2 separate regions of the Macaca mulatta genome follow, and region 1 is linked to region 2. A link is a contact called in public Hi-C data. All regions are on one chromosome and are shown on one strand. The core of a region is the stretch at or near the end of the contact, and the rest is flanking DNA. Distances in the headings are between cores, read along the strand shown.

Evidence for each region. A called contact is a pair of places that touch in the nucleus more often than the background predicts.
Region 1: a contact with region 2 is called in a Hi-C map of CD4 T cells, with 3 times the contacts expected there. The contact joins the promoter of CRKL here to the promoter of SNAP29 in region 2. A contact is called at or near these places in 2 of 14 Hi-C or Micro-C datasets (CD4 T cells and cortical neurons).

The regions. Positions count from the first base shown.
Region 1 is chr10:31,755,865-31,761,051 of T2T-MMU8v2.0, reverse strand. It overlaps CRKL (CRK like proto-oncogene, adaptor protein), which reads right to left and starts at 1,328. Exons shown (of 3, transcript NM_001257483.1): 1 at 511-1,328. The coding sequence starts at 821.
Region 2 is chr10:31,687,419-31,692,472 of T2T-MMU8v2.0, reverse strand. SNAP29 (synaptosome associated protein 29) reads right to left here and starts at 2,255. Exons shown (of 5, transcript NM_001261361.2): 1 at 1,931-2,255. The coding sequence starts at 2,167. PI4KA (phosphatidylinositol 4-kinase alpha) reads left to right here and starts at 2,467. Exons shown (of 56, transcript XR_013399529.1): 1 at 2,467-2,699.

The sequences.
Region 1 (5,187 bases), core at 79-2,578, 70 kb before region 2:
CTAAAAATACAAAAATTAGCTGGGCGTGGTGGCGTGAGCCTGTAGTCCCAGCTACTCGGGAGGCTGAGGCAGGAGAATAGCTTGAACCTGGGAGGCCCTCGGAGGTGGCATTGAGCCGAGATCGCACCACTGCACTTCAGCCTGGCGACTCCGTCTCAAAAAAAAGGTTTTTAGGAAAACCAGCAAATCCCTGCATCAGTATTACACCCAGAGAAAGTCACGAAAGGCAAAAAGCGTGCATTTTATGCCACCCCCGTTAAACATTTAAAACGCATCCTCCTGACATTGAGAAACAGCCTCATGAGGAAAATACAAAAAACAAAAACGCATCCTCTTATCCAGTGACCTAGATCCTGACACTAGCTTTCCATTAGGAAGGCCTTCTGGAAAATAATTTGGTTCAGAATGGGGGGAATATGGGTTCAAGCGCGCCCCACCCCCCTACACAAACACCCTTCGACCGACCCGGTTCTCGACCTTCCTCCGCGGTCGGGGCGGGCTCTCGCGTACCTGGGCGCGGGTTCGATGAGAGTGGTGGTGTCCAGGTAGTGGATCTTGTAAAACTCCAGCAGGGCCGGCAAATGGTCAAACTCCTGGTCCCCGATCTTAAAACGGCGGTTGGGCAGCGAGTTGATGATGTAGTGGGAGACCCGCGAGTTCTCGGACACCGACAGCACATAGTCCCCAGGGCAGGTGGAAGAATCGCGGACGAGGAACATACCGTGGCGCTGGCCCTGGAGCCGGGTCTGCGCCTCCTGGCGAGACACCGGCCCCATGTACCAGGCGGAGCGGTCCGAGGAGTCGAACCTGGCAGAGGACATGGTGTCGGGCCGGGGACTCTGCGGCGGTAGGGGCGGCGGCTGTCCTCGCCTGCTCTGCACGCCTTAGCCCGGCAGACGGCTTTGGGGCCGAGGAAGGGCCTCTCGCACACCTCGAGGAGCGCTCAGAGGGCTGGGCCAGCACTTTCCTCTCGGCTCCAGGCCCGCAGCATCCTCCAACGCCGCCCGCCTGCTCCGGGGCCGCCTCACGGAGAGCCGCCCGGGAATGCAGGGCAGAGCCGGGGGGTCAGGGCACGCAAAGCCGAGCCGCAGCTGAGGCCACCCCGGGGTTCTCGGGCTGCTCGGCGTCCCAGGGGTGCCTCCAGTGACTCCCGGCCTGGAACGCGCCGGCGTCGCAGCTCCACGGGTCTTCACCGACCCCCGCCGTCACACGAGGCACCGAACTCGAAGGAGCGTCGCGCCTCCGGGATGGTTTTGCCCAGCTCGTTCCCAATAGCTACAGCAACAAAATGGCGGACGCGGGAGAAGCGGCAGCCACCTCCCCCTCCGCTCAGCGCGCTCCGTCTGCGCACGCGCGGAGCCCCGGCTCCCGGCGGCCGCCGGGGCCCTTCCGTGGCGTCACACAATGCTGCCAATGAGGAGCACCGTCACCACGATCTGGGTGGGCGCTGGTCGCGCCCGCTCCCGCGTTCCGGGAGGAGGCTGAAGAGGCGCCGGCGGTAGGCACTCTCTTCCTGGGCCGCTGCGCGCCGCTGGGGGCGCTGCGGCTGCCGGGTCTCCCAGCGCTGGCAGGAAAACAGCTGGAGCCGAGAGGGAGCGGCGTGTCGAAAACCTGCTTCTGGGAACAAAGCGTAACGTGCAGGCCGAATCGCGGGCCAGGGAGGCGTGGCACTGAGGCGACCTGGCCAGCCTAGGGGCCTGAGGGAGCTCAAGAAGTGACAGGTCACGATGGGCCGAGGTGGCCCAGTAAAGGGATGACTCCAGGGGCAGATGTGACTACCAGATAGGTGACTGAATGACTCAGTCCCCAGGTGGCTTGATAGGCTAAGGAAGCCCTAGTGGCTACGTGACCCGCTAAATGGAGAGAGAGGAGAGAGAAGGTGGGGGTTAGATTGACTCAATTAAGTAGTCAAGGCAGTCCACAATTGGGTAACCTGGCCATCCAGGGCTTTGAACTGTTGAAGGTAAAATGCAAACGCCTCTCGGGCGTGGCCCCGAGGCTTCGCCTGCCCTGGATTATGCCTGCTTCTCCCTATTTATTAATCCCTATTTGTTTTTGTTGTTTTCTATTTTTATTTATTTATTTATTTATTTATTTATTTATTTATTTATTTTGAGACGGAGTCTCACTCTGTCCACAGGTTGGAGTGCAGGGGCGCGATCTCGGCTCACTGCAACCTCCGCCTGCCGGGTTCAGGCGATTCTCCTGCCTCAGCCTCCCGAGTAGCTGGGATTACAGCCATCCGCAGCCATGCCCTGCTAATTTTTGTATTTTTAGTAGAGACGGGGTTTCACCATGTTGGCCAGGCTGGTCTCAAACTCCTGACCTCAGGTGATCTGCTTGCCTCAGCTTCCCAAAGTGCTTGGATTACAGGCGTGAGCCACCGTGCCCGGCCTGTTTGTTTTATTTTGTTTTTGAGACAGGTTCTCCTTCTGTCACCCAGGTTGGAGTGCAGTGGAACTATCATGGCTCACTGCAGCCTTGATTTCTGCATCTCAAGGGATCCTCCCACCTCATCCTTCCTAGTAGCTGGGACTACAGGCTCACGCTGCCATGCCCAGTTAATTTTTTTTTATTTTTAATAGAGACGAAATCTCACTATGTTGCCCAGGCTCGTCTCAGATTCCTGAGCTCAAACAATCCTCCCCCTCAGCCAAGATGTGAGGCGCCCGGCCCAGCTATGTATGAAATAAGCTAATATATGCAAAGTGCTTAGAATAGTACCTGGCACATAAGCATCATATGAGTCTTCCATTATTATTATTCACTCGTTCCCTGGGCCTGTACCTTTATAGCCTAAAACCCTGAGCATACCCTCGGTGGGTGAGGGAGGAGAGAAAAATCTCCACTTCGTTTTCTAACTGCTTTTCACTGTCAGATTTACCACTTAATAATCACCTGCTCCTTGCCCAGCGTTTTTTCTGTTTTTTTGTTTTGTTTTGTGACCGACTCTCGCTCTGTAGCCCAGGCTGGAGGAGTGTAGTGGCGCAATCTCGGCTCAGTGCAACCTCTGCCTCCTGGGTCCAGGTTCAAGCAATTCTCCTGCCTCAGCCTGCCGGGTAGGTGGGATTACAGGCACGCACTACCATGCGCAGCTAATTTTTATATTTTTGGTAGAGACAGGGTTTCACCATGTTGGCCAGGCTGGTCTTGAACTCCTGATGTCATTATCCACCCACCTCAGCCTCCCAAAGGGCTGGGATTACAGGCGTGAGCCACTACCTGTAATCCCAGTGGTGACTTAAAATTATTTAATTTTTTGTAGAGATGAGGTCTCACTGTATTGCCCAGGCTAGTCTGGAACTGCTGGGCTCAAGTGATCCTCCCAGCTTGGCTTCCCAAAGTGTTGGGATTACAGGCGAGAGCCACTCGCCCAGCTACTCAACCAAATCTGACTTCCACCCATGCTTTGACTGAATTAGGCTTTTTGGGGTTTGTATTTATTTATTTATTTATTGAGACGGAGTCTCGCTCTGTTGCCCAGGCTGAAGTGCAGTGGCGCGATCTCTGCTCACCACAAGCTCCGCCTCCCGGGTTCACGCCATTCTCCTGCCTCAGCCTCCGGAGTAGCTGGGACTACAGGCGCCCGCCACCATGCCCGGCTAATTTTTTGTATTTTTGGTAGAGACAGGGTTTCACCATGTTAGCCAGAATGGTCTTGATCTCCTGACCTTGTGATCCGCCTGCCTCGGCCTCCCAAAGTGCTGGAATTACAGGCGTGAGCCACCGCGCCCAGCCTTGTTTTGTTTTTAAAGACAGGTCTCTCTGTTGCTGACTCTGGTCTCAAATTCACAGGCTCAAGTAGCCCTCCTGCCTCAGCCTCCAAAGTAGCTGGGATTACAGATGTGAGCCACAGCAACCCACTCTCTGCCCTCTAAGTGTAGAGCCTCCTTCACCTCTCTATAATTTTTCCTTTAGTAGGCTAATAATCATCATGAAGCATTCAGGGGTCACATCTCTGGTGACTCCAAACACATATTCTAAAAGCAGAACCAAAACTGACCATACTCTCTGATTACTATGTATACACTGTGGTCACAGCCTAAATTAATTTTTATCGCATTCTTTTGTAATTGTTTATAAATATTTTTCTCATCCCAATCTGAGCATCTTGAGGGCAGGCTGCTGTATATTATTTTTTCTGTTCCCAGTACCTAGCACATAATACATACTATTTTTTTTTTGAGACGGGGTCTTACTCTGCCGCCCAGGCTGGAGTGTAGTGGTGCAATCTCAGCTCACTGCAACCTCCGCCTCCCAGGTTCAAGTGATTCTCCTGCTTCAGCCTCCTGAGTAGTTGGGATTATGGGCACGCGCCATCATGCCTGACTAATTTTTGTATTTTTAGTAGAGACGGGGTTTCACCATGTTAGCCAGGCTGGTCTCAAACTCCTGACCTCGTGATCTGCCCGCCTTGGCCTCCCAAAGTGCTGGGATTACAGGCGTGAGCCACCACGCCCAGCCAATACATAATATATGGTTTTTGAATGTAGATGGATAAAGATGGGAGGAAGCCAGAGAAAAATGAAAATTGAACATTAGCTGCTGACTCACTCCCTTTTCAGCAGCCCTCTTTACCTCATCTTTTCAGGGTGTACTATCTGTCTATATAAACTATCTGCTCCTGGCCAGGTGCAGTGGCTCACACCTGTAATCCCAGCATTTTGGGAAGGTGAAGCAGGTGGATCCTTTGAGGCAAGGAGTTAGAGACCAGCCTGGCCAACATTGCAAAACCCCATCTCTATTAAAAAAAAAAAAAAAAAAAAAAAGTAAAAACATTCTTTTCTTCAAGATGGAGTCTCACTCTGTTACCCAGGCTTGAGTGCAGTGGCGTGATCTCGGCTCACTGCAACCTCTGCCTCTCTGGTTCAACCAATTCTTCCTGCCTCAGCCTCCTGAGTAGCTGGGACTACAGGCGCGTGGCACTGTGCCTGGCTAATTTTTGTATTTTTTAGGAAAGACGGAGTTTCACCATATTGGCCAGGCTGATCTCAAACTCCTAACCTCGCAACCCACCCACCTTGGCCTCCCAAAGTGCTGGGATTACAGGCGTGAGCCACCACACTCAGCCAATGTAAAAACATTTTAAAAGTAAACTGTCTGCTCTCTATTTTCCTTAAATAAACCCTCTTTTTAGAAAAAATAAAAAGAAGGTCAGGCACTGTGGTTCACACCTGTAATCCCAGC
Region 2 (5,054 bases), core at 1,006-3,505:
GTGATAGCGCACGCCTATAGTCCCAGCTACTCAAGAGGCTGAGGCAGGAGAATCACTTGAACCCAGGAGGTGGAGGCTGTAGTGAGCCAAGTTGGTGCCACTGCACGCCAGTCTGGTGACAGAGCGAGAATCTGTCTCAAAATAAAAACAAAAACAAAAACACAGGGAGGTGGATCAATGAGAGATAACATGAACAGAGAGAGGTGGGGAAGGAAAGTAACCCAAGAAAATAGCAAGGGGAAATGACAGAGTGTGGCTCTGTCGCCCAAGCTGGAGTGCAGTGGTATGAACATGGCTCACTGCAGCCTTGACATACTGGGCTCAAGCAATCCTCCTGCCTCAGCCTCCTGAGTAGCTGCACTCACATGCGCATGCCGCCATGCATGGCTAATTTTTAAAATTTTGTAGAGATGGAGTTTCGCCTGCTGGTCTTGAACTCCTGCGCTCAAGTGATCTACCTACCTCGGCCTCACACATTGTTGGGACCGCAGAAGTGCAACCGCACTCAGCTTATTGTATTTTTTTAAACCTTTTTTTTTACTCTGTCCAGACAAAACTGTTTCATTAGTAGGCTGAAGAGAGAATGTGGTGTACAATAAAGAACAATTCTCTACCAGACACCGTTGCTCATGCCTGTAATTCCAGCACTTTGTGAGGCCAAGGCGGGCGGACCGCCTGAGGTCAGGAATTCGAGACCAGTCTGGCCAATACGGCAAAACCCCGCCTCCACTAAAAATACAAAAAAAATTAGCCGGGTGTGGCGGCGCGTGCCTGTAGTCCCAGCTACTCGGGAGACTGATGCAGGAGAATCGTTTGAACCCGGGAGGCAGAAGTTGCAGTGAACCGAGATCGTGCCACTGCACTCCAGCTTGGGCGACAGAGCGAGATTCCATCTCAAAAAAAAAAAAAACAACGACCCTCCAGGATCTCGGTCTGTTGCCTAGGCTGGAGTGCAGCAGCACATCTCAGCTCATGGCAACCTCCGCCTACAAGCGATTCTCCTACCTCAGCCTTCTGAGTAGCTGCGACTACAGGTGCGCTGCCACACCCAGCTAAATTTTTTTTTTTTTTTTTTTTTTTTTTTAAATTTTAGTGAAGACAGGGTTTCACCATGTTGCCCAGGCGGGTCTCGAACTCCTGAGCCCAAGTGATCCGACTGCCTCGGTCTCCCAAAGTGCTGGGTAAATTACAGGCGTGAGTCACCGCGCTTGGCCACAATAATTGTTATTAAAGGTATTACTCTGTGAAATCTAAAGATGGGAAGACGTGATGAAGGTGAGTTGGAGCAATAGACTCAACCCACACACTGTGTGTCTAGGATTTGGGAAGTAAAGGTAAGGCCCTGGACTCAACCAAACTCAGACTTTGGTCAACTCGGCAGCTGTCTAGGCGGACAGGCCTTCAATATCTCTGTTGGTTAGGTGGAGATGTGGTTGATGACGCGGAAAGAACTCGTGGACCACTTGCCCTGACGCTTCAGGGTACCACCTGACACTCGCAGGCACATAGTCCTCTCTTTCTGGCTCACTCCGGAAAGAATGGCCGAAACCCCGTGCCAGACTTTTACACAGGAAATAATGTCGAAAAAACAGACTCTCCATTTTCCTAACCCAGGACCTGCTGTTCAGAATTTTTACTCACCTGCACAGAAAATAATCTGGCGTTTCCCCGTGAGCTAGGCGTAAGAAAAAAAATCAACTAAGTAGACTAACAGCTAAGGAAGATTTCTGGGGTAAACTGCTGTCTTCAAGTACCCCAGATGCACACACTTTCACATAGTTAACAGACTGTTACCACCACTGAGTCACTAAGGTGCAAGAATCTATGCTAGGCAACTTGAGAATTCTCAAGATTGTGAGCAAAACATTTCTCGTCTCCGTTTGATAACGCAGACACCGGCGGGTCCACACCAGCCCTGCCCCAGGCTCACCTCGGAAGAGGCGACCCCAACCTTCTCGGACTCGTACATGAGGGCCAGGGACCTGCTGGTGCTGGCGGCCGTGGCCTCAGCCCTGCGGAGCACCTCCTGCCGCAAGTACTGCTGCCTGTCCGCTGGCGCGTCGGGCTCGTCGGGGAGGTCCCGGGCGTCCCTCCAAGGGGCCGGCCGGGCGCCTTCGTCCTCCCCGTCGTCGTCGAAGGGATTGTAGCTTTTAGGGTAAGCTGACATGGTGCCGGAGTGGCTCTCGGTCTGAGAAAGAGACTGAGGAGAACAGCCACCGCCGCCGTCCAGGGCCTCGCCCCGCCCGCCGACCCCGCGATCGTCGCGCTAACTCCTTCCGCGCGTCGCGCGCACGTGGCCCCGCCCTCGGAGCCGACCATCGCGCAGGTCGGCTGGGGGGGGCCCACGCCCGGCGCGCGCAACCGCAGCCTACTGTCCATCCCCTCTCTCCCCTGCAGCGGTGGGCCCGCCCCGCAGTCACGCCCTATCTACTGTCGGCAACTGAGAGGTCACGTGGCGGGAAAGCCGGATGCGCCTACGCCTGCGCCCTGAGGTCGGGCGCTCGCTGGCCGGGAGCGGGGAGCCGGCGGGCACCGCCGCGGCGCGTGAGGTGATGGCGGCGGCCCCGGCCCGGGGAGGCGGCGGCGGCGGCGGCGGCGGCGGCGGCTCCGGTTCCTGCGCCTCGCGGGGTTTCTATTTCAACACGGTCCTGTCACTGGCCCGCTCCCTGGCGGTGCAGAGACCAGCATCCTTGGAGAAGGTAATGTCGGCGGGCTCTGCCGCGGGCTGACAGGAGGAGGGGCTGGGGTGGCGAAGCGTGGAGGCGGGACGAAGGTCGGTGGGAGGCCGAGGCTGGGCTCGCAGGCAGCCTGTGCGGGAGGGGGCGTCTGAGCGGAGGGATCTAGCTGAGGAAGGAGGCCCCAGAGGGAGGAGCTGGTGAAGAGAGAGGGACCGTGGGGGAGGGGTCGGTGGGGCCTGCAGGGCCGCTGCAGGTGGGAGGTCGTGGGATTGGGGTAGGGGGGACGTGAGCTGCTGGCCCAGGGAGCATCTTGTGACATCGCGGGGGTGGAGACTGGATCGCGGGCGTCAGTGAGGAGCAGTGGGATGAGCCGATGACCAGGGGTCAAGACCTGGGGCTTTGCTTCCGATTTCAGCTGCTTTTTATTCGGCGACCTTGGGAAAATGCCTTTCTCTTAAAATGGGGATGCTTTTATCTGCTTTGCCGGCTTCACCGGACTGCGGTGGCTAGAAGACGAAACACTGTGTTGAAAGTGCTTTCTCACTGTAAACCAACTGCGCAGTGTTATTCTACGAGGCTGGGGGCGTTAGATTGGGTAAAAGATTGTGCGTTTGCAGAAGGGACAGTGGCAGGAAAGGGAGAGTGAACTGTCAGTGGGCAGAGAAGTGAACTCGGGATTGCTTCAGAAGAGAATGGTGAAGTCGTGCCGGAGCAATCCTCATCTTGGGAGAAAGGTGAAAGGCAACTCAGTGGTGTGCCTTGAGATCTGGAAGGAGACAGGTTTTAGAGTTAGACCTAAATTTGTTTCCTGCACTGGCACTTACCGTGTCTTCTTGGGTAAATTACTTCAACTTTTAGAGCTTCTGTATCGTTACTTGTGAGATGAGGTTGGAGGTTCTTGAGAATTAAATGAGTTCTAGCATAAAGCGTCTTCACGGGGCTGAGCACAGAGTGGGTGAGCAGTAAATGTCAACTTTGTTTGCCCACCAGTGTGTGATGAGACTCAGCACAATGTTTAGCCCCGAAAGGATGGAATTATTTTCCCACTCAACTTTTTGGCAAATGGAAAGAGGATGTTTTCCGACAAGATAAGAAGACAGTAAAAGAAGCCTGCTGCAGTTGGGAGTGGTTTTGTGGCTCTCTGCTGATGGGTGAAGCTGAAAGGCTATTTTAGGCACTTTTGGCAGAGTGACCTGGTCCTTGGCCTTGTCGGTTCTCATATTTGATTTTATTTTTTATTTTTTATTTATTTATTTTTTTGAGGTGGAGTCTTCACTCTGTCGCCCAGGCTGGAGTGCAGTGGCGCGATCTCGGCTCACTGCAAGCTCCGCCTCCTGGGTTCGCGCCATTCTCCTGCCTCAGCCTCCCAAGTAGCTGGGACTACAGGTGCCCGCCACCGCGCCCGGCTAATTTTTTGTATTTTAGTAGAGACGGGGTTTCGCCGTGTTAGCCAGGATGGTCTCGATCTCCTGACCTCGTGATCCGCCCGCCTCGGCCTCCCAAAGTGCAGGGATTACAGGCGTGAGCCACCGCGCCCGGCCTCATATTTGATTTTATCACGCACCTTCAGGGTGAGGAGGTCCTGGCAAATTGGTGCTAACCTGACTTCTAGCTAAAGAGGGAGTGCAATGCAATGGAAAGGACATGAGTTTGGAAAATAGGACCTCTGAATTTAAATCCTGTATCAGTTTCTTGCACTAGTGTGACTCTAGACAGGTCAGTTCCCTTCTCTGATACTTTGCTATCTTCTGTCAATACAAGATAGTACTTAGTGGAAACATTGTGAAGATGAACAGAAAGGCCTGTGGGTATCTAATGTATGATCACTGTTATTAGGTAGTCTGACTAATGCAGCATAGTGCTGTTTTATTAAATCAAACTCATGCTAGCTAGTCAGCACATTCGCTTCTTAGCAGGAGAGCCAACAAGTATATCTTATGTCTGATTGCTGGATTCTGGGAGAAGAGAGAAGAGAATGCAGGAAATTGGATGATCTTTGAGAAGCTGGTCCTGCAGCTCCAGCAGTGGTAGCACCCTTTCCATCAGTAACTCAGAAAAGGGCACCTTGAGCTCAATTTGCCTTCTTCAGCCATGTTCACCAGTCTTGAGAACATTCTGTAATTGCAACATTCTTAGCTTTGTAGTAATAACTGCTTCAGTTGTCAAGATTATATTTTATGGTCGGGCGTGGTGGCTCATGCCTGTAATCCCAGCACTTTGGGAGGCTGAGACAAGCGAATCACTTGAGGTTGGAGTTCGCGACCAGCCTGGCCAACATGGTGAAACCCTGTCTCTACTAAAAATACAAAATTAGCTGGGCATGGTGGTGCGTGCCTGTAATCCCAGCTACTTGGGAGACTGAGGCAGGAGAATCAC